Linked DNA regions of Mus musculus: region 1 is linked to region 2. The links are chromatin contacts, called in public Hi-C maps. All regions are on one chromosome and are shown on one strand. The core of a region is the stretch at or near the end of the contact, and the rest is flanking DNA. Distances in the headings are between cores, read along the strand shown.

Evidence for each region. Hi-C and Micro-C count contacts between places; a contact is called where the count stands out from the background.
Region 1: a Hi-C map of bone marrow-derived macrophages shows a contact between it and region 2, with 2.9 times the contacts expected there. The contact joins two enhancer-like sites. A contact is called at or near these places in 1 of 484 Hi-C or Micro-C datasets (bone marrow-derived macrophages), 1 of 115 datasets of contacts at active chromatin or transcription factors (fibro-adipogenic progenitors) and 1 of 9 other capture datasets (liver).

What each region holds. Positions count from the first base shown.
Region 1 is chr16:52,141,443-52,147,968 of GRCm38.p6, reverse strand. It overlaps Cblb (Casitas B-lineage lymphoma b), which reads right to left. Exons shown (of 18, transcript NM_001033238.1): 9 at 5,071-5,202. Among named protein-coding and RNA genes, the nearest start is that of Gm23513, 40 kb to the right of the region's middle. Within about 2 kb of position 2,993, at least 64 of the 459 cell types and tissues checked have an H3K27ac peak or open chromatin away from gene starts, as enhancers often do. A contact at or near this core is called in bone marrow-derived macrophages, where this site is marked.
Region 2 is chr16:51,917,006-51,923,904 of GRCm38.p6, reverse strand. No RefSeq gene overlaps it. Among named protein-coding and RNA genes, the nearest start is that of Gm29686, 67 kb to the left of the region's middle. Within about 2 kb of position 2,629, at least 9 of the 459 cell types and tissues checked have an H3K27ac peak or open chromatin away from gene starts, as enhancers often do. A contact at or near this core is called in bone marrow-derived macrophages, where this site is marked.

The DNA.
Region 1 (6,526 bases), core at 1,744-4,243, 220 kb before region 2:
CTAGAAGGTTAGACATGCGAATGTTGCTTTTAAAATAAGCCAGAATCATATCTGTTTCTCACTGAGACATACGCAGTGAGCTAGATTTTTGCCTCTCCACAGTGCTCTATTTGATCGTACGGCATTAACGCCACACTCATATTTGAATGCACTCACTGTTTTCTTACAACACTTTGGACACAGAAAAGTCTTTCCTGCAAACGTGTCTGAAGAAAAGTCTAGGGGAAAAGCCACAGAAGTTAAGTTTCCATTTCATAAAACTAGGGTTGTTGGCAGAATTCAAAGTATAGCTGCGTGGCATTGACAGTGATGGCCTTTTTTATGTGAGACATTCAAAGTTTGCTGCCTGCGTCATCTGGAAGCGCAGACGTGGTTTAGCAGAACTGCTTGTTTGCCTCTGTTTTGTCAAGAGAGACGCAGCTCCTTACCTTACCCTGTGTGCAGTGCCGCTGCTGGGTTACTGCAGTGCTTTACAGACTGTGTACACAGGAAGAAGATGCTCTCGGGACTCTGCATGGAGATGTTTTCTCTGCCTCTTAGTGACAGGTGAAAGTGAGAGGGGTGCCCGCGAGCTTTACTGATCAAGAGTGAAACAGAGAAGCCGCACCCAGAGAAACTCAGCTTCAAATGCTCCACAAAGCATATTATTTAACTTACTTGGTATTCTGGGCAAACTCTTCCGTGGTTATTCAATTTATTAAATAACACAGATGTTTCAGAAAATGAAAAAAAAAATCTGACACCTCTTTGGAGGCATGACTAATAGGCCATTATGACAGCAATTAAGGAGCACCCACTGACAGACTGTAACAGCAACCACTACTGTGCCTTTGTTAGGTTTGCTGTTAATTACATCAAATTTAAGTCCCCAATGAATTGGAGTTAAACTAAAACAGGGCATCAAATGAAAGACAATTTTAGTGAAGAACAACTTGCTAAAAATGCACTTTCTTGAACACATTATAATTTGTAGTCCAGGTTCAGTGTTCCCTGTTGGATGCTGACAGATACATCCTAACTCCTTGGGAGGCATGCATTTCCCTAAAAGCATTTTCATATCAGCACACCTAACCAAAGAACTGTAAAGGTAGAGGAAACGGTTTCATGTCCCTAATTAAAGCTGCAGGAGAAGCAGATACTCGTTTCAGGTAATTACTGGTAGTAATCCCATCTATAAAACTTCTAGCAGTGAGTTTAAAGTAGAAACTACGTCTGAACTTCCTTTCTGCTCAGAGATTGCTATAGAGACACGAGCTGCTCAAGAGATCCTCCTTAAAATAAAAGTCAAAGCAACAGGCTTGACTTCTCGGGAAGCAAATGTTGACGTGCCCAGGTTTGTTCCTATCAAAGGGTGTTGTTCAACGATAGATTTGTGCTGTGCATGATTGACCTTAAAAGCTTAACTTTTTATAAGGCTGTAACAGTGGAAAATCCCGTGAAGTAAAACTAACAGCTTTAAAGAAAAAAGGAAAAAAAAAAAAAAAGACCCTGTACTGTATCATTTTGGAACACGGGCAAAGTAAAAACACAGAGACATCTGTTACAACCTGCCTTTCTTTCAGCCCAGAGCTCCGAAACTCAGAAATCTTCCAGTAAATCTGTAAGTTTAGATTCAAGGTTTGACAATATATTACAGAAGGAAAGAAATGTTCTATAGATGTGCTCTGCTCAGGCACACACCATCAGTTAAATCCAGTGAGCCTCAAACTGACACTCCCAACAGGGGCTTGTTACTGAACGTTTTTTCACTATGTTTTAATTGAATTAAATTTGTAACACTTGCTCTTAATAAAGGAAACTTTTTTAATAACATGTCTAAAAGATCACACAATATTGCTGCTCATGCACTAACTGGAAGGCTTTGAACACTGATAACCTAGTCAGCAGGGCATATTGAGTGATACCTGTATGTGGATGTAGGAATGCCCCTTACCCCGTAGTAGACACCTTTACTGATTATCGAGTTTTCACTAGTGATACCCCACTGAGATGCAGTGATTCCAGACTGCCACTTTAGGAATTTCAAGCCATGTCCAAATGACAAGTTACTTAAAAATGAGGAAAATGTGCATCAGACGTCACTGCAAATATTCCTTGAGAGAACACAGTAAGTAGAAGCCAGGTCTTGTGGCCATCTGTGCCAGAGGTTAAGCGAGCAGCAGAGGTAAATAACAGGGTACAATGTCTACAGCACAGAACACATGTACCTGTGGCTACAAGTTTTCAGGCACATTGTCAGGGAGAGAGGACGCCAAGGTCTCTGAAAGGTAATGCCTTCTCATGAAGAACTAACAGTCTAAAACAAGCACTCCATGAGGTTTTCCATCGATGATTACAGCACTGTCCAGTTAGAAGAATCTCATGCCCCCCCCCCACCCCCTCCACTTTCCTTCATAGCATCTGACCTGAAAATCAGCATTGGGTAACCGCCTACATGCACGGACATGAATATGCAAAGCGATCCCTGTATCAGAAATCCATACTCTAGACTGCAAATGGGTATACATAGACATGTTTACAATGTAACCAGGAAGAAGCTTATGGAATTGTACAGACTGAACCAGAACATTTATTAAAATACTATTTTTGTGAGGAGATATCAAAATTTTGCCATTTTTTCTTTGTCTATATGCAAAAGCTGACCATCTGTTTAAGATAACAGTACTCACTAGTGGTGTAAGTGTAATTTAACGGGAGACATATTTCAATTTCATGAACACATTTGAAATAGTTACTTTTTAAAATTTTACTTAATAAGTTATTAATTTACTAGCACTTTTTCAAATAACGTCTACTGATTTCCTCCTGTTTCCAGTGCTTGATCGTGCACGCACTTCCCCAATTTCAAACAGTGAAACTGAGAGGGAGTTAAGTATTAAAAGGGGAAACAGTAAGGGCTAATAATTTATGAACACTACTGGACATATCTACATGTAAGGTCTCTAACATTACTATGAAAATGTATGCAAGGCATCCGGGAACTGATTATCAGCTAGAAAGAGGAACTATAGGCAAAGCTGTGGTAACGTAAGGGGCAGAGCATCAACAACACAGGAGGAAGAAGCTGGAATGAATGCCATGCCCTTTTATGCAGCAGACTGAAACAAAGCTTTACAGAAAGCTGAAAAAAGATGATAAGCAGTCCTTCAAAGAGTATACAGAATTACCACACTTTTTCTTGTTTTACACTCAAGCATACAGTTAAAAGACCCACCTTAGGCTACAAGGTAAGCTACATATGCAGAGTGTATTAAACAATAGCTTTCATCCCAGTCAAGCAAATAGCACCATGTTAAACCATCTACCTTCCCAATAGTAAGCACAGCACTAGATCAAACATGTCAATTCCCAGAATGCATAACATGGCCGTATTGCAGATTTGAGGCCCCCGGGTGTGCACTATCCTAAATTTATGCATTCCTTTAAAAAAAACAATAAAAACAAACAAACAAATAAACAAAAGCAAAAAAAGAAGCTTTCTTCCCCTCTCAGGAATGCCTAAGAACGGCATTACTAGACCAAAGCGATACAACTTGACTTCTTCTCAGTTCAGCACTCATCCTGGCATCCTGCATGCGTGTCAGGTGAAGCAGACCTAAATACCCCTACACAGGCAGTCAGAGGAGGTGAAAGGTCAACCGCACTTTGTACAGTTTCATCTGAAATGTCCTAAGGTGCAGAAGAATCTGACTTTTGGCAGCAAATCAAAATTTATCGCAAGTCAGTTTCAAGAAACCCCTTGCTAAGTTTACAGAATGATGGCTGTTAACAGACCTAGCAAGGTGGGTACCCATTGGCTGAGAACAACTCTTCCTGATGTCACACCGAGTCCCTTTCTTCCTACCTCTAAGGTGCAGATTCATCTTCAAAATGAATAGATTGCAAAAAAAAAAAAAAAAAAAAAAAAAAAAAAAAAAAAAAAACTTAAGGAAACATATATACTAAAAGCATGTCGGAGAGGACAGCCATGGAGATGCTGAGCAGGTTGACTGGGGTGATAACGATGCCTGTGAGTGCACAGAGAAGTGTGTGAATCAGCTAGAAGTATCCCATCAGCTAGACTTCACTGTCTCCTCAACACCACCTTTTAAGCTCTCTTCACATAGGGATTGAAATTGTGATAGTTATTACATCTTTTCACCAATCCACAAGTTGCACAGGTACCATGACCTTTGACACAGCTCTTTTCATACTCCTCGCTCCCCTACTGCTCTATTTCCCCTTACATCGGAATTCAGGGTTAGAAAATGATGGCCAAAGAATGAGAGGGCTGAGGTTTAAAAATTAAGTGTTTTGATTGCCAAATTACAGCAACATACTCCTAGTTTTAACAGGGCTCCGTTAAAGAGCAAATTGCAAGATGGCGTGATCAAAATAGTTAGCTAAAACTGGAATTGTGTCAAAAATAACCATTTTAAATCCCCAACTGTTGCAACAGTTAAACCACAACAAAAAGTCATCGGTGGGAAAACAGCTTTTCCACGGCCTTATTCTAAACCACTGACTCATTTTGTATTTAGTGACTGACTACCCACGGGCAGGAAGGAAGATAGTCTTTGATTACGTTTTTCAAAACTGGAAATTGCCTGTTTGGGTACAAACTGCTTCAAAGTCATGTTTCTCTGATTCCCCTGTTTTGGTTTCATGAAAGCAACCATAAACACGTGTGAGACATGACCCATGGCTCAGGAGAAGAGAAATGTGATGGACGGCAGCAGCGTAAGCTGTATCTGCTGTGGTCCACCGAACTTCAGAATCTTCCCAGGAGCACGACGTGAGCTGACTGGAAGCGCTCACCTGGTAAATACTCTCTCTTGGCGTCATCATGACACTAACGGCAAGACGGATGCAGAACCACTTATAATCAACAGGAACTTAAGTTACACGCATGTAAGAAACACAATATAAAACGCAGCAAAGCTATCAATTTTACGCATTCAACATAGTAAGTTTTTTTTTTAATGTAAGTTACTATTTTAGATAAAACAGTTCTGAGTATTACTTCCTGAGTCAGTAAGATGTGGAAGGCTGAGAGGGGAAGTGTGAACGGGACAGACAACAAGGCAGTACCTGCCACGCGGTAAGGCACGAAGTGCACATCAGATGCCCGCAAGGCTCAATCTTGACATCTTTGTCATTCTCTGCACAGATCTTGCAGAGCTGAAAAGTGGAGCCCATTTCACAATACAGTTCATACTGCTCCTGGAACACAGGGAAGAAGGGCCGGCGGTTAATGGTTTACTAGCATGAAGTCGTCATATGGAATTCCCTAAAATACAATGACTTATGGTAAATATCCCACACTTGAACTTGTCAGAATTCTGCTACCATTTAAGGACACATTTTAAATTGATATTCACAATTTGGTCTAAAAAAATCAATTTTTACAACGTCCGAACTCCTGGCATCAGTTTATATGTAAGCTTTTCTTTCTTAGCGCTCTCGGTTATTTAATTTATTTTATGCTATTGCTTTAAGAAAGAACTTGCTTTACCAGCAACAGGCAGTACGTACAGTTTTAAGATGACAATATAAATGACTCGGTCTTTTCTTTTTTTCTTGTTTTCTTTTCTTTTTTGTCTACACTGACAAACTGAGTAAGTGTCATCTGGATGTTACATTTTATTTCTTAGGCATCTTTAGGAATCTGAGGACGAAGGATAAGCAACGTTCGTTCCTCATGCGTGCTTGCTGCCTGACTTACTGTAGTCCACGAGTGCGAGCGCAGCGTTCGCTCACCATGAGGTTTCAGGTACTGCTCTCAAATTCGAGAGTAAGTTTCTAACTCTGAAGGATGTGAACAGTAAGCATCTGAGTAACTAAACACTGGCTGAGTCGAGTGTAGAATGTTTGGCACACTGAACCTCAGTGAACAGATACTGAAATAGAATACATAAATGGCATTCTTATCGTGTGATTACTAAAACTTTGTAATGTTCTAGTTGTGCATACATATACACACATACATGAATGCATGCATGGATACATAAAAATCTCGTCCACTATGATATTTGCCAGATATTTAGTAAACTAAATAAGGACAAGGAAATGAAAGAAAGTGGAAAAGAATTATTACCAAATAACCCATGCCAACTTATGAATGAACGCCTGAGCATCCTGCTCTAGCAATGAGATCTGCCCGAGTCGGTCTGCAATTAGAGCATGCTCAAGTCACGAGCAGGGAATTTACTGCATTCTCAGGAGTAAGGCTATTTTATGTGAAACTCTAGGGAGCGCAATATTCTGGAAGATTTATGTACACTTTAACTGATTTATTTTATTTTGTAACACTGGAGTTCAAACTAAAGAGCTCAGGCATGCCAGGAAGGTGTTTGTCTTCTGAAGTCATGCCCAGCCAGTTTCAATTTACAAAGTGGATTCAGAAAGAGGAGTGATCTCTCATTAGTATCCCTTTATACATATTAGAATATACATTATAAAACTGCTATACATTGATAGGAATGGCAGTCATCTATGAAAAGCCTTCCATGAATACTGGTACCCTCTCATACTGCAGCATATCAAG
Region 2 (6,899 bases), core at 1,380-3,879:
TCATTCAATTTTCCACCTAAGACTGAGCCATTGTTGCATTAGGAGAAAGTTTAAATGGCTTTCATATTTGATTTGTCTTTCTATCACAAAGTTCTTAAGTTTTCCTAGCTTTTGCATGAAGGCTTGAAATTAAGTCTTGAGTAGTTCTATTAGAGTAAAAATATAATTGAAGCAGAATGACTCATTTTCTTGAGAAGTTTGCATGTATTTTTGGGTGTTTTCAACAACCCTTAAAATTTCTCTCTTAAAGCCAATGCTTAAATCTACATGAAAAACATTTTTAACAAATCCAAACTTTATAATGACATACTATATATTCATACACTCACATGTATAACTACACCTTTATTTTAAGGTATTTTACAACTAGATACTCTTGATACATGAATTTCTGTTCATTGGAGCATATTTATGGAACTAGTTAAAGGTAATTTCTGATATATAGTTAAGGTATTATAATACTTATCTTAATTTAAAAATTGTAATCATACTTTTGTAAAATATAGTTAACATATCATTTATATATTGTTTAAACATCAAGTCCACTTCAGACATAAATCACAATATGATTTTATACAAAATATAACAAATAAATTAATTAATGAGTATTAAAAAACAGAGATGTACTCTTTAAAGGGATAAAATTTTCCAAGGAGATCTGAGTGAGCACAATCTATTTAAAACATTTCTTTACCATGATGTGGCATTATCCATTATTATATACTTAAATTTCAACATTAAATTCATCATAGGTAAATCACTATCTAATGCATATTCTAATAATTTTCAAAGTCTCATGGAAGCTTAATAAATAAAAATAAGCGGTGTCTATTCAAAGCATGTAATTTGACATATGTGTGTGAATGAATCTAGAACAGCTGTGACAATGAGGATATCCATCATCCTCAAAGGCTTCCTGAAGTCCCTTTATAGTCCCTCCCTCCCACAGCAATATATTTCGTCCTCAGGCAACCTCGGATTGCTCCAATGTTTATTAACATTAAATGTAAATGAAATCAGGTGGCATCCCTTTTCTGTGGGGCTACATTCAATCACTAAACTGCTTTAAGATTCAAACACACTGTCATTTGGCCATTGTCTATACTGTTGGTATATGGTAAAGCTACACACACACACACACCACCACCACCACACTCTCATGAGGGTGTGTGTGTGCGTGCATCCTGTTATGATCAAATGCTCTGAAAAAAGTAACTTAAGAAGAAAGTGTTTATTTTATCTCACAGTTACAAGCTACAGTCCATTAGAGTAGGGAAGTAAAGGCAGCAGGAACTTTAAAAGCAGCTGGTCATGTTGCATCCTAACTCAGGAAAGAGAACCTGCTGAATGGGCTCAGCATAATTTCTTCCTTTTAATCAGCTTTGGACCGCAGCCTATGGAATGGTATCACCCACAGTGGGTATTCCCATCTTAATTAATCTAAAAAAGGTAACATTTCAGAAGTACATACAATTAATGATTCTAGATTCTGTCAAGTTTACAATCAATATAAGCATCACAAAATATAGATTCCTCTCTTTATATAAATACCTCTTTGTTACCTATTCACTTACTACCTGATAATGAATACTTCTTTCTACTTTGGCGGCATTTCTGACCATTGTTTTATAGAACATGCAGTTTTATGTCTTTGGGGAAATAACCAGAAGTATAGAGACTAAATCATTTGTATCTATATATCTACCACATACAACTTATCCATCATTTCTGCTCTTTGGGTGGCTTTAATGCTCTTTGCATTAAACAGGCCCCCATTTTGACACTAGTCATCAACTGACATTTAGATTCCAAGATGATAGGAAAACATGCGACTTGTGGATTGATCCAAGAAAATCAGATTGGCTAAATTTTCCTTTTAAAGGCAAGAGTAGTGATGTCTAAACTTGCTGTGGTGGTTTGAAAAACTATGGCTTCCACAGGCTCATATTTGAATGCTTACTAGCTGGGAGTAGAACTCTTTGGTAGGGGCAGGCTTTAAGGCTACAAAAACTCGTGACTGGCGCTGTCTGTCTGTGTGTGTTTCTGTCTGTCCCTCCCTCCCTCCCTCCCTCCCTCCCTCCCTCCCTCCCTCCCTCCCTCCCTCCCTCCCTCCCTCCTTCCCTCTTTCAGCCTGCAGATCAGGATATAGCTCTTAATAACTTTCCCAATGCCATGTGTGATACCATGTTCCTTGCCATGATGAAAATGAACCAAGCCTCTTAAATTGTAAGCTAGTCCCTGTTAAATGCTTTCCTTTAAGAGGAGAGGCCCATTGGACTTGCAAACTTTATATGCTCCAGTACAGGGGAATGCCAGGGCCAAAAAGGAGGAGGGGGTGGGTAGGGGAGTGGGGGGGTGGGTATGGGGGACTTTTGGGATAGCATTGGAAATGTAAACGAGGAAAATACCTAATAAAAAATTTTTAAAAATTAAAAAAAAAAGGAGTTGCCTTGGTCAGCAATAGAACAATGACTAAGACAGGGGCTAAGCTCTACTATTTTTTTAAGTTTAAAACTAAGTTGCAAGTGTTTGTCCTACTTTAGATCCCCACTGGCCGCATATAGCATCCCATTTTGCCTACTTCCTTTCTACGACGTGCACCATTCCAATGTGTTGTTATCTCCTTCTGGTTTTGATTTTATTTCCCTAATGACTGATGGTGTTGAGCAACTTTTCATGTGCTTATCTGTCATCCCTTCTGCATTTTGCTGAAAGGGCTCTTTCCCTATTCCTTTTAAGGAAGCTCAGTTTTTATTGCTGAGTTCTGGATGCAATTGTTTTATGAGATATGTGGTTTACCAATAGATTCTACCAGTCCTTGGTTTGCGGTTTTCTCTTCTAATTCAGATTTCAAAAATAAAATCTAAGTGTTCCACATGTTGATGAAGTCACACTTTTTTCTTTTCATTTTATGGGTTGAGCAGCTTCTGGTAATATGCTTAATAAACTGCCTGAAATCAGAAAGATTTTCTTTTGTATTTTGGTTTAGACCGTTTGTAACCTTAGGCCTCACATTTAGATCTTTGAAAAACTAGAGTTAATTTTTGGGTATCAGTTATTAGAAATGAGGATTAAACTGATGGTGATGTTTTGGTATGTGGATATCAGCTTCTAGTATCATTGGAAGAAAATAATTTCCCATCAGCTTGCCTTTGGGACTGTCTGCCGCAGGTTAGTGGTCCATACATATGTGCATGTTCTTGATTCCAGTGCCCAACTCTGTGTACTTTTAAGTTAGTGACATTGTGTCTAGATTATTGTAGTGTTTACGTAAGTGGAGGCAATTTTGCTACTTTCTAATTCAATTCCATTATAATCATAGAGAGTATTTGTGCATCTGGAGACAATTTACTTTTGCTGAAATGTTACGGCCATGTTGCTGTCAGTTTTGTATTATAAAATACTGAAATTACTTCTTTATTATACTCTCCTGGCACCTCCAAATACAGGGAAATTAAAATTTTTTCTATTGTTTTCATTAATTTGTAAACAGTAGATTTACAGTCTATGCACATTCTTATTTCTGATGTATTAAAAACACATTGATGTCATGTGACATATTTTCTAAAAGCTTATTCAACATTATAATATAAGTTATCTAATTTTTTTCTCATTTCTTAAATGATGACTGCCAGCTTTCTCTTTTGGAAGGTGTTTTCTGCATTTCATGGTTCTTTCCAGTGCTTCTTGATCTTTCAGAAACATAATTAATATGTGTATAACCCAGTTAATAATCTCTTCTGTTCTATAGCAGATAGCTATATGTGGAAATTTAATTAGAATTTCAGTGCAGGTGATTGAATGCCTGGCTCCACCCATGCTAGGCAAATATTTAACCACTTCAGATTTTTTGAACTTTAAAAGAAAATAAAATCTCAAGATAGAATCTTGCTAGTTTGCCCAGGCTGACCTTGACCTTTCAATCTTACTGTGTCTTAAGCAGTTTGGGTTTTACAGGCCTGCACCTTCAGGCCTAGGTTTTATATGGAAAATGTAACAAGGCTTTATTGTTTTATTTGTTTTAATTTTTTTTCTTCACAGATCTCTTGCTGTGCTGTCTCCAAACCTTACCAAGTTCAGTATCATTTTATTTCTTCCTGCAGAGGACATTAAAGAACTACCTTTTTGGATGTCTAGTGGTTTCCTTCTTTCAGAGCAGGATTATATTTCAAGGAAGATAAATTTATAGTTCCCTCTTTGTCTGAATTAGTTGTAATATCAGGAGTCTGACCTCCTAAGAAATTCACAAATCCAAAATAGCGCTGACCTAAAGGAGATCTTTAAAGGAAAAAAAAAATCTGTAAACACGGGGAGAGGTTTGAAAAAAGAAAAATAAAGGCCAACCATGTCCAGGTCTTCTTTTATATACCTGGTCCATGGTATTTAAAATAAAGTTATAGTATGAATCTAAGATAAGCCCATTATATGTGCATCAGATGTAAAACTCATCTTTTCTAGCTCATAGCTATGAATCCTTTCTTCAATTCTAGTAAAACCACCTCTAACCATCTGTGCATGACTGCCAGTCCTGATGGTGTGTGTGAATATATATTACTTATAAAATCACAGATGAAATCTTGAGTTTAACACTGCATTCACCTTCAGAGGGAGAGTGACTCATGCTTTGATTCCATCACTAAAAGCCAGAGACTTGCTGGAGGCACTGTGACCTGAGAAGAAAAAAAAATTTTTTTTCCAAAAAGACTCATAGGTTATATATGTTTCTACTTTTCTAGTGTTTTCATTTCATGCATTAGACATATTTTCCTATGGAGTTTGAACTTTGCAATCACCAAAACATTTTAATATATGGCATCATCTTGGTGTTGTTTATATCAAGGTTAATGAAGAGAGATAATCAGTTCTTTCAGTTGTCTCTTCTTAATCTTGTGAGCAGAAAAATCTTTTGGCCATGTGTAGTGTGTGTGTGTGTATGTGTGTGTAAACATACTACATACATACATACATACATACACATTTCTCTCTATATGGAGACATATAGACACATGGATATATATGTATGTATGGTTATACATATTCATATCCATATTTATACATATTCATACATACTTTGGTCTCATAAAACTAAAATTACAAGACAATATTTGGTCATGTTTCTATAGCTTTAGAGACTTACACAAATGACAAAGCTTCATTAGTATGAAAAAATTCAGTAATTTAAGTATTAATATTTCAGTTTCTATATTTTTACAGAGACTACACAGATACTCTTATTTACTAAAGTACTTAATTCTAGATAGGCCTACTCAATTCATAAAATCTATAACATTTTTATTTCCTTTCTCTCTGATAATATATTTAGTTCTTAGCAAAACTATTTCCCTCCTTCCCTTACCCACCCCAGATGAAATCTCACAAAATCCTAAGCTAACTGCAAACACTGTAGCTCCCTGTGACTTCTATCACCTGAATGCTGGGGTGCATAGTATCTAACTTTTGAATATATCTCAGACATGACTGTCTCATTATCTAGTTTCAATCATTATCAATACGTTCTAGCTGATCTATCTGCTTGTTTGTTTGTTTGTTTTTACATCAACAGACTATACTTTACATACAAATCAATCATTTCAAAGCACGTGATAAAGGTCTTTTTTTGTGCTCACTCCATTGGGTTTTCTGTGACTCAGATTATAGACATCATCATGTCAATGGTCTGAAAGAGCTTGTGTGATGAATTCTTATTCATTACTTATTTATTATTATATTTTCTTCTCAGGTAACAGTGCCCCAGCAAGTCTCTGGCTTTTAGTGATGAAATCAAAGCGTGAGTCACTCCCCCTTTGAAGGTGAATGAATGCGGTATTAAACTCAAGATTTTATCTGTGTTTTTATAAGTAATTATAACATTCAAGAAAGTAAAAATAACTAAATTGTTTATTATTCATATCTTTCTCATTGCTTACTTCATTACAACTATACAGACTTCTTTGTTATTAAAAAAATTCAGGCATGGCCTTGCTGAAGAATTTGGCATGGGCTGTTTCCCTTACATCCTTGTGGTTTTGCTCAGGGACACATATGGTTGGAGCCTGTTCTTCATGCTGGCTGTTCTGTGCCACAGGCTGATGTTTCTAAGCCTTTGTTTCCCTAGGACCTCTCCCTCATCCTCCTTCCTGTGACTTCTCTGTGCAGCATCTGTCACCACGTGACTGACACTCTTTCCTCCTTTTTGCTTATTTGTTTTACCGAGGTTATTTATTTATTTTATGTTTCCATGTCTCAACCTATACCTAGCAAAGAAGGAGTGTGTAAAATGATTGCTTGGGTGTTGGTTAAACAAAATGAATGTAAAACAATCCCTCCTTTTGAATGGATGAAGGTGCTTACTTACAAAAAAATGCAATGGAATCTTGTAATCAGAATTATCTCCAAATTCCTTGAGGAGTCGCCACCATGGGAGGGGGTGGGGGATTGAAACCAGAAACAAAGGCAAGAACAGGAGTAAGGGAAAGGTATGGAACCTCTGATGTCTCTTCCTCTGTTTATAGAGGCACCAGTTCTGGGATGGGAGTAAAAAAATCACTCTTATGACCTTCTCTATCTTGTATTTCCTTTTTAAAGGGACTCACCTCCTCATATTAGTATTACTGTTAATCAGAGCTTCAGCAAATGAATTGGGGGGTGGGGGAGACATTCAGTGAGACCTACAAGGTTCCATTAAAAAGAAAGGTAGTCCAGCAGCTGGAGATGAGGGAGGGCTTGAATGCATGGGGAATCCCCAAAACAGATGGGTGCCTTCGAACTTGGGACCCATGAGAAATCTGATAAATCTTCCAGCACCTGGGCTCCTTTCCCCAGACATTCTCACCCAGCAGCTGCTGTCTGTCATCCAGTCTTCCCCCTCTCAGCTGGCAGAGCGCAGTGACAAGCACCAT